2 separate regions of the Hordeum vulgare genome follow, and region 1 is linked to region 2. A link is a contact called in public Hi-C data. All regions are on one chromosome and are shown on one strand. Each heading gives the region's core, a stretch centred on a gene start, on an enhancer-like site or on the middle of the called end of the contact. The rest is flanking DNA. Distances are from core to core; before and after follow the strand shown. Region 1 has its middle 25 kb from the start of LOC123452506. Region 2 has its middle 49 kb from the start of LOC123452503.

Region 1 (7,457 bases), core at 1,471-3,970, 130 kb after region 2:
ATGACGACACAATAATAGGATATGTGCTTGCATCATTATATCTTATTAGTGTCTGGTTATTTCTAGCTTTGTTTTCGTTACTATTCTTTGTATGATGTACTCAACGTGTGATGCTCTAAACTTAATGAATATGAGTGTTTGCCTCATAGGATGGAGAGGCCGGGGGTAACCCTCCTTTCCAGGGAAAATTGTTGTAGGAGATGTATGTGGCAACTTCCACCAGTGCCAGAGTTATGATGGTGATACATCCAAGAATCCCATGTCTCAATTGTGCTTCAAACAGGGCCATGGAGTCTTGGATTGAAGCGAATCGATCAAAGCCTCCATGACCTAGAACGCAACACATGTCTGTCATAGTTACTAAGGCATTGACACGACATGCAGATCCCGGAACCAGAGATGACATAATAGGTCAATTGGACAAACTGGCGGTATATGGTAGGTATCATGGTGATGATTAGATCATGTTGCCAGTGGCATAATTATAAAGATTAGTTGTATTGGTCATGCATCGTTAAAACCCCAAATTGTGACCTTCATCTTAAAAGCATCCTTCATTGTTCCTAGTGCCACAAAGAATATTTCTTACATGCATCATATGATAATAACACTTATTTGGGAAAAGTTCTCTCGCACTATGGATTGAGGGAGGTAATCTACCCGTTGAAGAATAATCAAGCCGCACGTGGTCTTGATGTCACCAAGTCTATGGTTGCTAGGTTGCACAATCGATTTAAGAATCCCACATCTTCAATCATCTGAAAAACTCTTAAAGAAATTTAAATTTTTGTTCCCGTTGATTCTAATAATGCATCGGTTTTTCATGAGTCACGGGCAACATTCATCAATTTCCATATCCTCCTTCGAAGAGTGTGTCTAGTTTTCCATTAGAGTTGATTTTCTTGGATGTTTGGGGGTGTTACTCCTACTTGTGTGAGTCGCAATAATTAGTATGTGAGTCTTATTGATGACTATAGTAAGTTTTTATAATTTATTTCTTCGAGCTTTAAAAAATTCCATGATTTCTAGCAACTTATTGAGTGGCAATTTAATAAAAAAACATCCAAATAGATCGGGGAGGTAATATCATAAACTTAATGCTTTTTTTCTAGAAAATTGGTGCTTCTCACAATATTTCTTGTCACCATGCTCACCAAAATAATGCTTCTAGCGAGAGCAAACATCATCACATCTTAGACTTTTGTCTCATTCTACTTGTCCACGTATCCATGGCACTGAAGTTTTGGGATGAGGCATTTCTCACCACCATCTACCTCATAAAGCGCATGCCAAGAAAGGTTATTAAGTCCCTCACTCCCTCGGCTCACATGGAGGTTAGCATACATGTGACAAAATTGTGACAATATTGTTGAGTGTGTGTGTCATATAAATTACTCCATCAGGAAAAGAAAAATTGTGCTTATAATGATGCTGGGATTGTTAGATTGTGGTTCTTGTTAGCCAAATATGGTGCTTATGAACATGCTATTGCTATCCCAGTTCAAAGAAAATCAACGTAGGATAATTTGGGGATGCCATGAACGAAATAATTACACATTATCATTAACTGCAATTAATATTATATAATGCAAGCTGTATATTGGATATATGAATGGAAATAGAGCAAAATGGTTATGGCTGCTAGTTTTTGCAAGCTTTAGTGAATGAGAGAAAGAATTAGAAATTGCAATGTGGAAGCAGATACTACATAAAACAGATATAGAGTGAATAAGGAGAGATACAGATACAATAGTGAATATATTTTGAAACAAAAATACTCTTGATCTATATAAAAAACACAAAGTAATTCAATTTTGCCAACATGACCACAAATATTGTCTTACGCGAAGGTCATATAAAGCAATATCGATTGGGTGATTAGTGGAAGAGAAGGGTTAAATTGATGGATGAGATTAGATCACATCTATATAGATAATGAATCTATGTGTACGTAGTCGGACTACATGCATACGAAGAAGGAAGATTCCAGTATTGTGTACATACAGATTCATGGTTCTTCATGTTTTTTCTATTACAAATCACCGTTCCCAGTTGATTCATGCAAGTTTCAATTTGCAATTCCGTAATTTTCCATTCCAATTTACCCCATATTGGCCAAGTTCATCGATGCGCAAATTCCGAGAAAAAAACTGTGACATCTATGAAATGTGATGCAACAAAGAAATTGCATCTGCCATACCCCAAACCTCGTTAGGACATGAGTGCACGCATGGGAGAAGTTGACCACTGCGGTTTTCTGTTGGACTTCAACTGACCATCAGATACTCCGACTCGCTTCACAGTTTCGTGGGTCTGCCCTTGCCAGTGCAAGTTCTAGATGCCATGGTTCAAAGAGAGCTACGCGACACGACCACCGGTAGGCACGATATCTCAAGACCTTTTGAGCGCGGAGTCAAAGCTGTTTTCCCGATGCCACTCATTCCGAACTTTGAAGAAACGCACGCACGCGTGTGTGTGGGTTTTTTTTTTGGGGGGGGGGGGGGGGGGAGGTATCATACGCGTACAGTGTCCCATGCGTACATGGCGTTACATGCTCAACTGTCTATGGTCTAAAAAGAGCTTGACTGTATTAGTATCAAGTAGTTGTTGGTACGTTGGGAGCAGCAGGCAGGCACCGGAATCATGTAGCTAAACGGACCCGAGTGTGTGTATATATAGACCGAGGATAGCTCTGGGCTTCCACCTTCCACGACGGGCCTGGATCAAATGACGGAGCCCGGTAACAAATCTTTGGCCCAACTGGCCCAGGCAGCGTGCACACTGATTCCAGCGAAATCATTAATTAGGAAATATTCTTTTTAAAGATCACTCCCACCTTCTTAAATTGTAACAAGTGGGGCACTAGATGCATGCCACTTCAACCTAAAAGTTTTTCCTTTTTTCTAAGATACGTATTTTCAAAATATTTTATCTTCTAAATCGTGTGTCCAAATTTCGAACCGTTTTCATTGTTAGATTTCTCGCGTCGAGATCTTTACAATTAGATCCCATGTCGATAGCTTTTGACGAACCGTTTTCACGTTTTTTTTCGAGAGGCACACGAAGACAAAACCGTGCCTCTCACAGAAGCCTTTTCGAGAGGCACGAAATTGTGCCTCTCGTGAAAGCGAAATCGTGCCTCCCAGGAAAAAACCTAGAAAACGCGTTTTTTTCCTTTTCGAGAGGCACGGTCGCTAAGGCAAAACCGTGCCTCTCGCGAAAGCAAAATCATGCCTCTCGTAAAAAAACGCGTATTTTCGTTTCCGAGAGGCATGGCCATGCCTCCCGCGAAGGTAAAAATGTGCCTCTCCAACCGCGTCTCTCGCGAAAAAAAACAGAAAACACGTTTTTCGTGAAAAAAAAACTATTTTTTTTGGAAAAAAATTCATCACAAATCTAAGAAAGAACGATGAAAACCGAAACATCAAAAAAAAATCAGAAAAACCCACTTTAAAAGCCCAAAACGCATAGAAAAAATCCAAAGGAAGCGTTCAGAACGCGACACGCGGCGTCGGCTGAGAACGCCAAGTGGCTGCGCGCGGGAGTGCTTGCTGGGAGGCTCAGGAAGGAGCGCTTCCTAAGTAGTGACTCCCATCGTTTGGTCGCCTCGGATGCGCGGCCTCCTGTCACGCGATCTCTCGCTCGTTTTGGACGAAGCCACACGCACCTCCCCTTACCAACTCTTGCCAAAAATTCTCCTTCAAAAGCTCCCCACGCGAAACACACCATCCCCACCCAGCGAATCCACTGCCACACACCCGACCCTAGTCGAAGAGGAAGGATCCATCCAATCCACATACCAATCTAGGCCATGGCCGACGCCGTCGCGTTGGTCGTCGTGTCGCCGTTGCAGTGGCACCATCTGAACCAGATCACGGCCAGCAGACGCACTGGCTGTTGATGAAGTAGTGGCTCAAAGAGGAGGACTTGATCTCTCTCTTAAACCTGAAGCTCAAGGAATTAAGGCCCCGCTCCCGCTAGCCCCCGCTAGGGTTCCTCCCCCGCCTCCACCCCGTCGCCGCCGGCCCCCCTCGCCCTCCAACCGTCGGTAGCGCTCGGCTCGTGCCTTGTCCCCCTCCCCTTCCCAGATCCCTCCCTAACGTCGCCTCCCGGGGCGGCCCGAACTCCTCCCCCTCCCCCTCCCCCCCCCTCCCCCCCGCCAGCGCCAACTGGTGCCCCGCCCCTGGTCCGGGTGGTGTTGGTGGCGGAGGTATCTCCTTTCCCCGCGTGTGTTCTTCCCGTTCCCGGGGCAGGGGGCAGCGGCACTACATCTCAACTTGGTGGCAGTCCTGCGACCCGGCGGTGATTGCCGACGGTGGGTGAGGTGGTGGCGCTGCTCTTGGTGGCGGGGCGGCGTGGTGGCGTGGGGTGGCCGGCGACGCGCCCCCGACCTAAATCTGGGCCCTACGGGCCCCATTTGGGTCCTAGCGGGTCAGCACCCAGCGCTGCTTCGATGTCCTCTGCGTGGTGAGGAGGAGGAGCAGCTTGTACGGGGCAACGATGCCAACAACATGCCTCTTGCTGCGCGATGGCAGGAGTTTTACGGGCTTTGATGTCCCAGTCGGGCTTGTGGGCCCATGGGCATGGTATGATCCTGCTATTGCATCCAGTCAGCTACCATCATTGACGGTGGAGGTTGAGCCCTCCCGCGTACCGACAATGTTGTTGTTCCTAGTCATGGCTCCTTTTCATTGTTGTGTCGGCCTCTCCTTGCGTTGCCGTGGTGAGACAGCATGGGGCTTCAAGATCGTGTTGGTGCAGGGCGGAAGTCGGTTTGGTGGTAGGCTCGTAGCACCCTGGTGCAAGTTGGGATCGGGAGAAACCCCTGTGTCGGCCCGACCAACACCAACGCAGTGCCACCGAACCTTCCTGGAGGGTGTCGGGGGCTACCCTTCCTCGCGCCTCGTCGCGTACCAGGGGAAACCCTTGACAGAAGTGTCGCCATCGTCGCGGTCCTTCTTGGAGGTGTTGATTGGTACCGGTGCTTCGGAGTCTTGGAGCTTGGTGGGAGATCCCTGGTGGGCGCAGCGGTCGCGAGGCTTCCTCGTTTTTTGTCGATCCGTCGATGTCGACATTTGTTTCTTTTGCACTTTCTTTTTTTCATTTCTCTTGGGTGTGACTGTGCTCCTTCTGCCCGAGCACCTATCGATGGATGTTTCAGTTGGTTGCTTTGTAATACAAAGCAGGGGAAACCCTTTTTCGTGAAGGAGGAGGACCTACTGGCGCACCGCGTCGCGTTGAGGGAGACCCACCTCGACTGCTCGGGCAAGATCCCCTTTCTCTATTGTGCCTTCTTCGCCTTCCACGCCGCCTCCGTCCTCCTCCTCCTCCTCTCCTTACACATAGTTTTTTATGTGTCAGGGCAAGATGCATCAGTTGTCATACCCTCCTTCGACGAGTGTGTTTAGTTATGCATTAGAGATGGTTTTCTCGGATGTTTGGGGGTGCTGCTCCAACTAGTGTGAGTCACAACTCACAATAATTACTATGTGAGTCTTATTGACGACTGTAATAAGTTTTTATGAATTTATTTCCTCGAGCATAAACTCAAAGTTTTTAAATAAAATCCACAATTTCAGCAACTTGTTGAGCGGAATTTAGTGAAAATATTATATCCATCAAAATGGATTAGGGTGATGAATGTCATACACTTACTATTTTTCAAAGAAATGGTATTTCTCACCATATTTCTTGTCAGCATGCTTACCAACATAATGCTTCCATCAAGTGCAAACTCATCACATCGTAGACTATGGCCTCACTCTACTTGCCCATGCATACATGCCACGAAAGTTCTGGAATGGGGCGTTTCTCATCAACGTCTACTTCATAAATTGTATGCCTAGAAAGGTTATGAACTCTCTCACTCCCTCGCCTAACATGGAAGATGAAATGAGTTGGTAGATGAAATAAACAAGATTTATGAGCATTGGTTCAGCAGCATACATAGGCCACTTCCACTGATCTCTTGCCTCACTTGGGACAACCTTTTTCTCGATCAATTAACAAGGAGCTACATGGCATGATGTTGACTTAGCATGCACTCTTAGATATCATCTCGGTTTATGCGTGATACACAACGTGATATCATCTCGGATTGTTGGAGTGCGGTTCTTGCTAGTCTGACACTCTGATATTGCTACTTCAGTTCAAACAAAAAACAATCTATGATATTATTTGACTAAATAATTACACAATTTGTAAACCAACAACTTTAATTGTAATGAATATCATATGAACTAGTTGCATATGAGATATAAAGGTGAAAATAGAGCAGAATGGGTAGGGCTGGTAGCTTCTAGCAAAAGACCGAGAGAATCAGAAATTCCAAATATGGAAGCATGTACTCCCTCCGTAAACTAATATAAGAGCATTTAGAACACTACTTTAATAATCTAAATGCTTTTATATTAGTTTACAGGGGGTATTACATAAAACAAATATAAACTGAATAATGAGATGTATGGATACAATAGTGAATATTTTTCATAATGTGAAATACCCTTGATTTGTATGAAAACACAAAGTAGTTCAATTTGCCAACAAGGTCACAAATATAAAATATTATCATACATTAAGGTTGTATAAAAGCAATATCGATTGGGTGATTAGTGGAAGAATGGGACTCGATATAGCAGTTGGGATTATGGTATGGTCTAATGGGATTAGACCACATGTCTATATGGACAATGGGTCTATGAGGTTGAGGTACATGCATCTTTTTTCTAAAGGAGGAACGAAGCCCCCGACCCGAGCTACATGCATAAAAAACGAAGAGGCACACATGTGCACATAGAAAATTATGTTTATGCAAGTTATATAGTAGTATAAGTCAAACGACTTGTATATGCCATACACCAAACATCATTAGGACATGAGTGCACGTGTGTGAGAAGTTGACCACGTCCAAACTCTCTCAGACTTGAACTGACCATCAGATGCTCAGATGAGCTTGACCAGTTTGACAGTCTGTCCTTGCGTTCGTAAGTTTTGGATGCCCGGTACACAATCTTCGAGACGCGTCTGACATAGATGTCAAAGCTGTTTTTCCGATGCCGCTCATTCACAAGTGCGAAGAAGCATGCCTACATGCTGCCATACGCAGGCTGTCCCGTGCCTACACGGAGTACTCTTGCTTAGCTTTTCTATGGTTTAAACAGAGCTTAATGGTTTCATGATCAATCAGTACGTAGAAGTTAATCATGTTGTTTCTTTAGGATTAGGAAAGAAAGCCAAACCGAGTTCTAATAGTATTAGGATTCCTAGTCCTAGTCTATTTTCATAGTCCCTTGTGGACGTGTATAAAAGACACCCTAGGGGTGTTGATTGTAACACCAGAAAAACGAAAAGCAATACAAAGCAAAGGCTCGACACGGGCCTTTAGCAATCAAATCCATCGATCAGTTTTATTCGTGTCGCTAGTTATGCAAGTTCCGTCAAGTAGCCGGCCGAAGCAA
Region 2 (6,849 bases), core at 3,638-6,137:
TTTCATTAGATAGAAAACAAAGTGCAGTACAGAAGGCCGAACAGTCTAGACGGTCTAGAGCTGGTTGCCAACAGAGTATCAACTCTGAAAATACAGAGCAGCGGCTGGACCAACAGGGCCAACAACAAAACAAGAAGCAGAGAAGAAATAAAAAAAGGTCACCGATACAGCCAGCTACCCTCCAGGCCCTGATGTCTTCCTTGATTAAATCAAGCACCCATGACATAAGACTCGCGTGAATGGTTCCAGTTGACTAGTCCAGCTAGTGATGCATACATACAAGCAGCGAAACCCAGTCTCTGTGGCGACGATAATGCCACATACGGGCAGTCCGTAACGAAATATAAGGAGAGAGGGACATGTCTTTCTCTTAGGCTAGTCATAGTGAGAGTAATTTAGAACATAACATATTCCAAGACAAATTTGTTTATGTGGGACCTAACTAATAAGGAAAGAGGTGTTGGAATAACATATTATGTTACTATCACATAGCACCTCTCAAGACAAGTTGAGTCTATAATTTTGTAAATACAACCATGTATGACCACACTATTGCTATGATACTTTACACTATAAAAATAGTAACATAATGTAGTCTAAGTTATTTTCCACATTATAGCCTAATTGCCCCACCGCCCCTTTATTTAATTCGAACCTTTCATACCTAATCAGCCCGTAAAAAGTCCCATAAACAGTTTGTACGTGTAGCATTACTCGCGCATGGCCGCTTCTTTTTGTGTGTGTGTGTGGGGGGGGGGGGGGGGGGGGGGGAAGGGATCTATATTAATCAACCTGAATCAAGCTTATCCAGTACACAAAGATTTACAATCCCTTCAAGACCAGAACCCAGCCAACACTGCTGTTTTTGATCTCCTGGACTAGTGCAGCATCCTTGGAACGATCAACAGCAGTTTGGCTGATCATCATTGCAGCCAGCGAGCCTAATTTCACCTCGTCGCACTTGCAACCCCGTATGAGACCGTATGTGTAGCTGGTTAGCATGGTAGCTCTACTGCATGCTTCCCTCTCCCTAGGTGTGTGAGACCGTATGACGCCTCCTTGTGGCGGTGGTCACCATCGAGTGGTGCTTGTGGCCGGCAGTGATGAAAAGTTCATCTATGAAAAGCTGATGGTCGGGACTACATAATTAAATTTCCTTCCTAACCACAAGCTGTCAGTCTCTTGAGAGAATGTGGCAGTTGCATCAGCTCCTTATCTCATCATCAAAGTTTTCCCTGGGCCTCTCATTCCGAAGAAATGCCTGTGTGCGTAGACACGACCAAAGTGATGTGATAGCTGACTATGCAGAGATGGTGTTGTGGCCATCTCGACCAAAAAACAAGGTATGTTGGATATCCAAGAATAGAATATGGGAGGACTTATATGTAGCTGATCAATCAAAAGGTTTGGGTCATATAAGATCGAGAGAGAAAAATGTTGTTGGCTATATGGACAAACCAAAATAAAAGGCTTTAATATGACATAAATTAGACATATGAGTCGTGGTTCAGTAGCACATATTAAAGGTGTAATATGTTGGCTTTTCGTCCTCACGACCAAACAAGCGATCACCCTGCAGCTCGACTAGTTGTATACGCGTAACTCGGCTTGACGTATACGAACTAGCAGTAGCACTCGATATCTCGCCGGCGCTTATGCAAACACCGGAACCAGAACACGCACACGAACACAGCAACACGAAGATAGCCAGAGGCACGTGTCGTTCCCCGTAAAAATCTCTTTATTGCTTTTCTTGTTTTTTTGGTGTTACAAAACTGAGCGTATACACGCATATATATATATGCCTCAACCTAGCCCTACGGCTAGCAAACTGACTCAATCTGGACTTTCAAATACAACAGGACACACACCTAAAAAACCTACCAGGACACGGACTAGTACTCTTGCCTATAATCTACTAATCTATCACCGCTAGATTGGATAAGAAATTACTCACGTCTAAGCAAAACTTACTAAGACTAGGACTAGCACTCGTACCCGAACACAACATGCAAGACTTCAATGTTGTTTGGATTACCCAACATTCACCCCCTAATGTAAACTTTTGAGTTGTTGACTTAAACCCAACATATCACCTGGATTACCAGCCCACACCGTCACATCTTAGTGTGCTACATACAGACTAAACACATAGCCTCTCATGCAGGAACTCAACTTAACTGGTGCGCATCCATCTTCACGTTGGCCTTCGTCTTCTCGCCGAGACACACTAACGACTCAGACACAAACAAAAAACTAAAGACATGACTTTTTTTTTTGTTTTTTTCGCCGCTACCTCTTCATTAAAGCAACCCTGGGCCGTCATCCACGTCCATTTTAGCTAGTTGCAGAATCTCGTGCTCCTTTTTTTGCCTACTTCCACGGATTAGGACACTCTCGAGAATAGTGTCCATAGTCCTGACAATTGTAGCAACAAACTTTAGATTTGTCGAACTTCTGGTACTTCAGCTTATCTTTCTCCTTATTGTGCGAGAACATCAACTGCTCCTCTTCTTGGTCACATTCCCGTCCTTTCAATGTCAACTCATAGGTCTTTAGCCGCCCGATCACCTCCATCACCGACATCTTCGTCACATCGCCCCACTGCTCGATGGTGCCAACGATCGGTAAAAACTTGTCGGGAACAACTCGTAGTAATTTCTCCACAACCACGATGTCCTCCATCTTTGATCCGAGAGCTCGCATCTCATTAACCAGGGAGGTTAGTTTTAGCGCAAATTCACCAACCCCTTCTGACGCCTTCATGCTCATCCTCTCGAACTCCCTCCTTAGAGCTTGAACACATGCCTTCTTGACACGATCATCTCCAACATGCATCTCCTTGAGTGCTTGCCAAGCTTCCTTTGTCATCTCTTTCTCCGATATAGACATGAAAACGGCATCAGACACACCTTGGGCTATGGCGGCGAAAGCCTATTGGTCCTTTGTCTCTTCGACCGCGCCTTCACCATCCACTGCTGCCCAGACCCCACGTGCATGCATGAAGATCTTCATCTTCACGGCCCACACTCCATAATTGTCACCATCAAGCATGGGATACTGGATGGTCACACCACCACCACTCGCCTTCGAAGTCGACATGATCCTCTTCTTCGATTTTCCGTCGTCCGTGACACAACTTGACGGCGACGACAACTCCACCGTGACGCAACTTGACGACGAAGCTTCCACACCTTGCTCTAGATACCAATTATTGGCTTTTCGCCCTCAGGACCGAACACAAGATCACCCTGCAGCTCGACTAGTTGTATACGCGTAACTCGGGTTGACGTATACGAACTAGCTGTAGCACTCGATATCTTGCCGTCGCTCATGCAAACACCGAGACCAGAACACACGCACGTGAACGCAACAACACGAAGATAGTCCGAGGCACGTGTCGTGCCTCGTAAAAATCTCTTTATTGTTTTTTTCTCGTTTTTCTAATGTTACAAAACGGAGCGTATACACGCATATATATATGCCTCAACCTAACTCTACGGCTAGCAAACTGACTCAACCCGGACTTTCGAATACAACACGAACACACACCTAAAAAACCTATCAGGACACGGACTAGTACTCTTGCCTATAATCTACTAATCTATAACCGTTAGATTGGATAAGAAACTATTCACGTCTAAGCAAAACTTATTAAGACTAGGACTAGCACTCGTACCCCCGGACACAACATGCAAGACTTCAATGTTGTTTGGATTACCCAAAATAATATACATCGGTTGATTACTTGCCCACCATCCATCATATGTTGTTCGCCAGTGTCTAGTGTGCTTCACTCAACAACAGTAGGATCTGAGGCTAAGCCATGTGCCATCGATTCACCAAAATTATCCTTGCTATGGGTAGGACGATGGTATATTTAGTATCCATTGAAGCATTGTGCAGACCGGTACATCAAGTGTGTTCTGTACGGAAACGCTGAGCATTGTGCATGTTGCTGTGCTGGATCGAAGATGGTGTGAGAGTGGTGGGAGTGAGGCGGTATGAGACATTGTCTTCTGGTGTCTTCTTCAGAGGTATCCGATAATTGAGGCATTGGTAGACGAACAAGGGATGATAGTACTTACTGCTTCAATGACTAGTTTATGCAATCAGGTGAAAACACAAAATCTTTGATCAGACACACCTGTGCCATGTCCTTGCTGAAGATGGTAGATTGAAGTTTGGCTTCGAGGATAAGAAATCGAAGTTCAACCTTGTGTTGGACTCGCGATAATCGACGCAGGTGCAACGATACCTTCTTGATGACGTAGCCTAGGTGTTGTTTTGATATCGTCTTGTAACATAGGGTTAGTGACTATTCGATGGACTTACTGTCGCGAGGCATGCGGCCTCGGGTTTTTTATGTTTTGTTTCCGGGTAGATGTTGTTCGGTTACTGAATTTTACACTTAATAATATATTGTTGTATGCATCGTCCTGGCCGGTGGTTCTCCTTCTTTTTGAAAAGAAAAAAAGATACAAAGGTTTTTGTTTAGAGAAACAAAGACATGAATATTTTTATGCTAGAAAATACAGCATACCTTTATCTCCATTTTTAGACAAACATGGCCTTAGAACATGAGCATGTTTTTATGCATGTCCATCGGCTTATATAAGGGCCTCTTTCATTTGCAGGATTCCAAAACAGAGGAATTGGAAACATACAGGATTGGAGTGGCATGCCGCATGCCCACTTGAATTCTCGATGAGGGGCAGATGTACATGCTCCGAAATGTGATGCTGGCATAGGGCGCCGCAGCGCGGCTGCGCAACGGTGTGTACTCCACGGCGGTGTGTTGGCCACATGGCTTGCTATGTAGGGAGGATCAGGGTCGTGGCAGGTGCGTCCTCCCATGTTTGGCTCCTCTGGTTCTGGCCATGGTGGACCGTGCTCTCCAGTGATTCTCGTGGGCTACGGGCCCTGCTAGTTCTGCTGGATCTCGCCGGCACGCTGGGCTCTTGTGAGGGCTCGCCTGGCAGTGGGATTGGGCATGGTGGACCTCTCATCCTTGGTGGTGTTTTTGCGTCGTTCTGGTTGTTAGGAATAAATTAATTAAATTAATTAGGAGATAATCCCTGCTTATGTCGGTTGCTTATATTGGCAACTGTTCCTTGTAAACCGCTTCTGTACCGGGGTATATATACCCAAAACTTCAATCAATGAGATAACCGTTCCATCATTTGCTTCCTCTCTTCTTCTACTCTTCACACGTTATCATGCACTTCTGTTCTCCGCTGAGAAAAGGCCACACGAGAGAAGAGAATTCTTGTCATCGCTGCAGATTCGATGGTCTCGACGAAGTCCACAGAAATAATCCATGGACATGCATACATTCGTAAAAGAGGAAAACTGTAGCAGGAGATTGTTCAATTTGTCTTTGTTTTCTTGCAATCAATCTAAGATCTAATAACTACTTGTATTTTGGGAATCGCAAAACAAGAAGTATAGGAGGAAGAACTGTGTATTTCCTTATGAAGAACAGAGAAAAACCAAGAAGAACATGAATCAGGAAGCATAAATCGAATAAGAAAAAAGGGGAGTCAAGTCACGAACTAGTAGCATCAAATCAGATTCCGTACTTCACACACGAAGTACACAGATCAAAACTCTTGAACCTTAATTGCTACATCATGAGTTGATCCTAATCCAATTTTTCTTGTTCTCACACACGAATACTAACCTGCTGGACAAGGCCAACGGCGACGTAACGCTGTCCAGCGCAACCATGGCCATCGGCCTTCGCGGAGGCGGCCGGCGGCCATAGAAACCTCCAGACACTGCAGCACAATATGGCGCCCGGCGATTCTAGCCTTGCCTCCGAAGAGGCTATGCGGACGGCTAGCGCGGCACGAGTGCCCGCGCCCCCTGGCACGGCTCTTCCAGCACGCGGGCGACACGACGCCCTCCGACAGCGCGCGGCGCAACGAGCCCCTCCCAGCCAAGCGGCGGCTCCCCGGTGGCGACGCTCCCAGGCGCAGCCACGGAGGCCATCGACGTCCGGCGTGCCGTCATCTTCAAGCGTGCTATGTGTAGGGGCGTACTCCATGAACTGCACAGGAGAACCACACGGGAGAAAGATTGGGAAATCTTATCCCTTTGGCTATTTTGCAATTTAGTGCTCGGAATTCATTCGAACAACACACAAGTCCATGAAAATGCTGATACGTCACTCATGTTCTGTTTCTGCTGGACATCCATCGGGTATTGCTAAATTCATGTACTTTTTGGTCAGCCTTAAGGCTAACAAACTTTACGTTTCACTAGATTACTATATTTTGTAATCAAGCCATCACATATAACACACTTTGGATTTTCAATACAACAACTATATATTTCCAACGGATTTTTATTTCCTTTTTGGATCTAAATGTAATTCAAACAAGGATTACAAAGTGTCATACTCAATATGACTACACCATATTTTATTTGTGAATCACAAGGTGTCGATGGCATCTACTGCATCATTTACAGATTATCCATCATTACTGTGAGGTTTACATCTTGTCAAATTTACAAGATAATTACCTTCAAAGTGCTCTTTTAAATATTAATATTATATGTGACTACCTCAAGAAATCATAAGGTAATATTGGCATTTACTGCAAAATTTCGCAGACTATCCATTATTACTGCAAGGTCTACATCATGTTATTCTGACAGATGACTACCTTTAAAGTGATTTTCTTACAAATAGCATAACATAAGGTAATAGAATTATGAACATCTACTGACAATAGTCAGACTATGTTTTCTATTACTGCGAGATCTACACCATATTGGTGATTATCTTCACAGTGTTATCCTATATAAATTGAGGTCTACACATATGGCTATAAGACATCAGCC

The links. Hi-C and Micro-C count contacts between places; a contact is called where the count stands out from the background.
Region 1: a contact with region 2 is called in a Hi-C map of leaf, with 2.4 times the contacts expected there. The contact joins two enhancer-like sites. A contact is called at or near these places in 2 of 6 Hi-C or Micro-C datasets (both in leaf).

The regions. Positions count from the first base shown.
Region 1 is chr5H:538,454,776-538,462,232 of MorexV3_pseudomolecules_assembly, forward strand. No RefSeq gene overlaps it. Among protein-coding and RNA genes, the nearest start is that of LOC123452506, 25 kb to the right of the region's middle. Within about 2 kb of position 2,721, at least 2 of the 3 cell types and tissues checked have open chromatin away from gene starts, as enhancers often do. A contact at or near this core is called in leaf, where this site is marked.
Region 2 is chr5H:538,323,889-538,330,737 of MorexV3_pseudomolecules_assembly, forward strand. No RefSeq gene overlaps it. Among protein-coding and RNA genes, the nearest start is that of LOC123452503, 49 kb to the left of the region's middle. Within about 2 kb of position 4,888, at least 3 of the 3 cell types and tissues checked have open chromatin away from gene starts, as enhancers often do. A contact at or near this core is called in leaf, where this site is marked.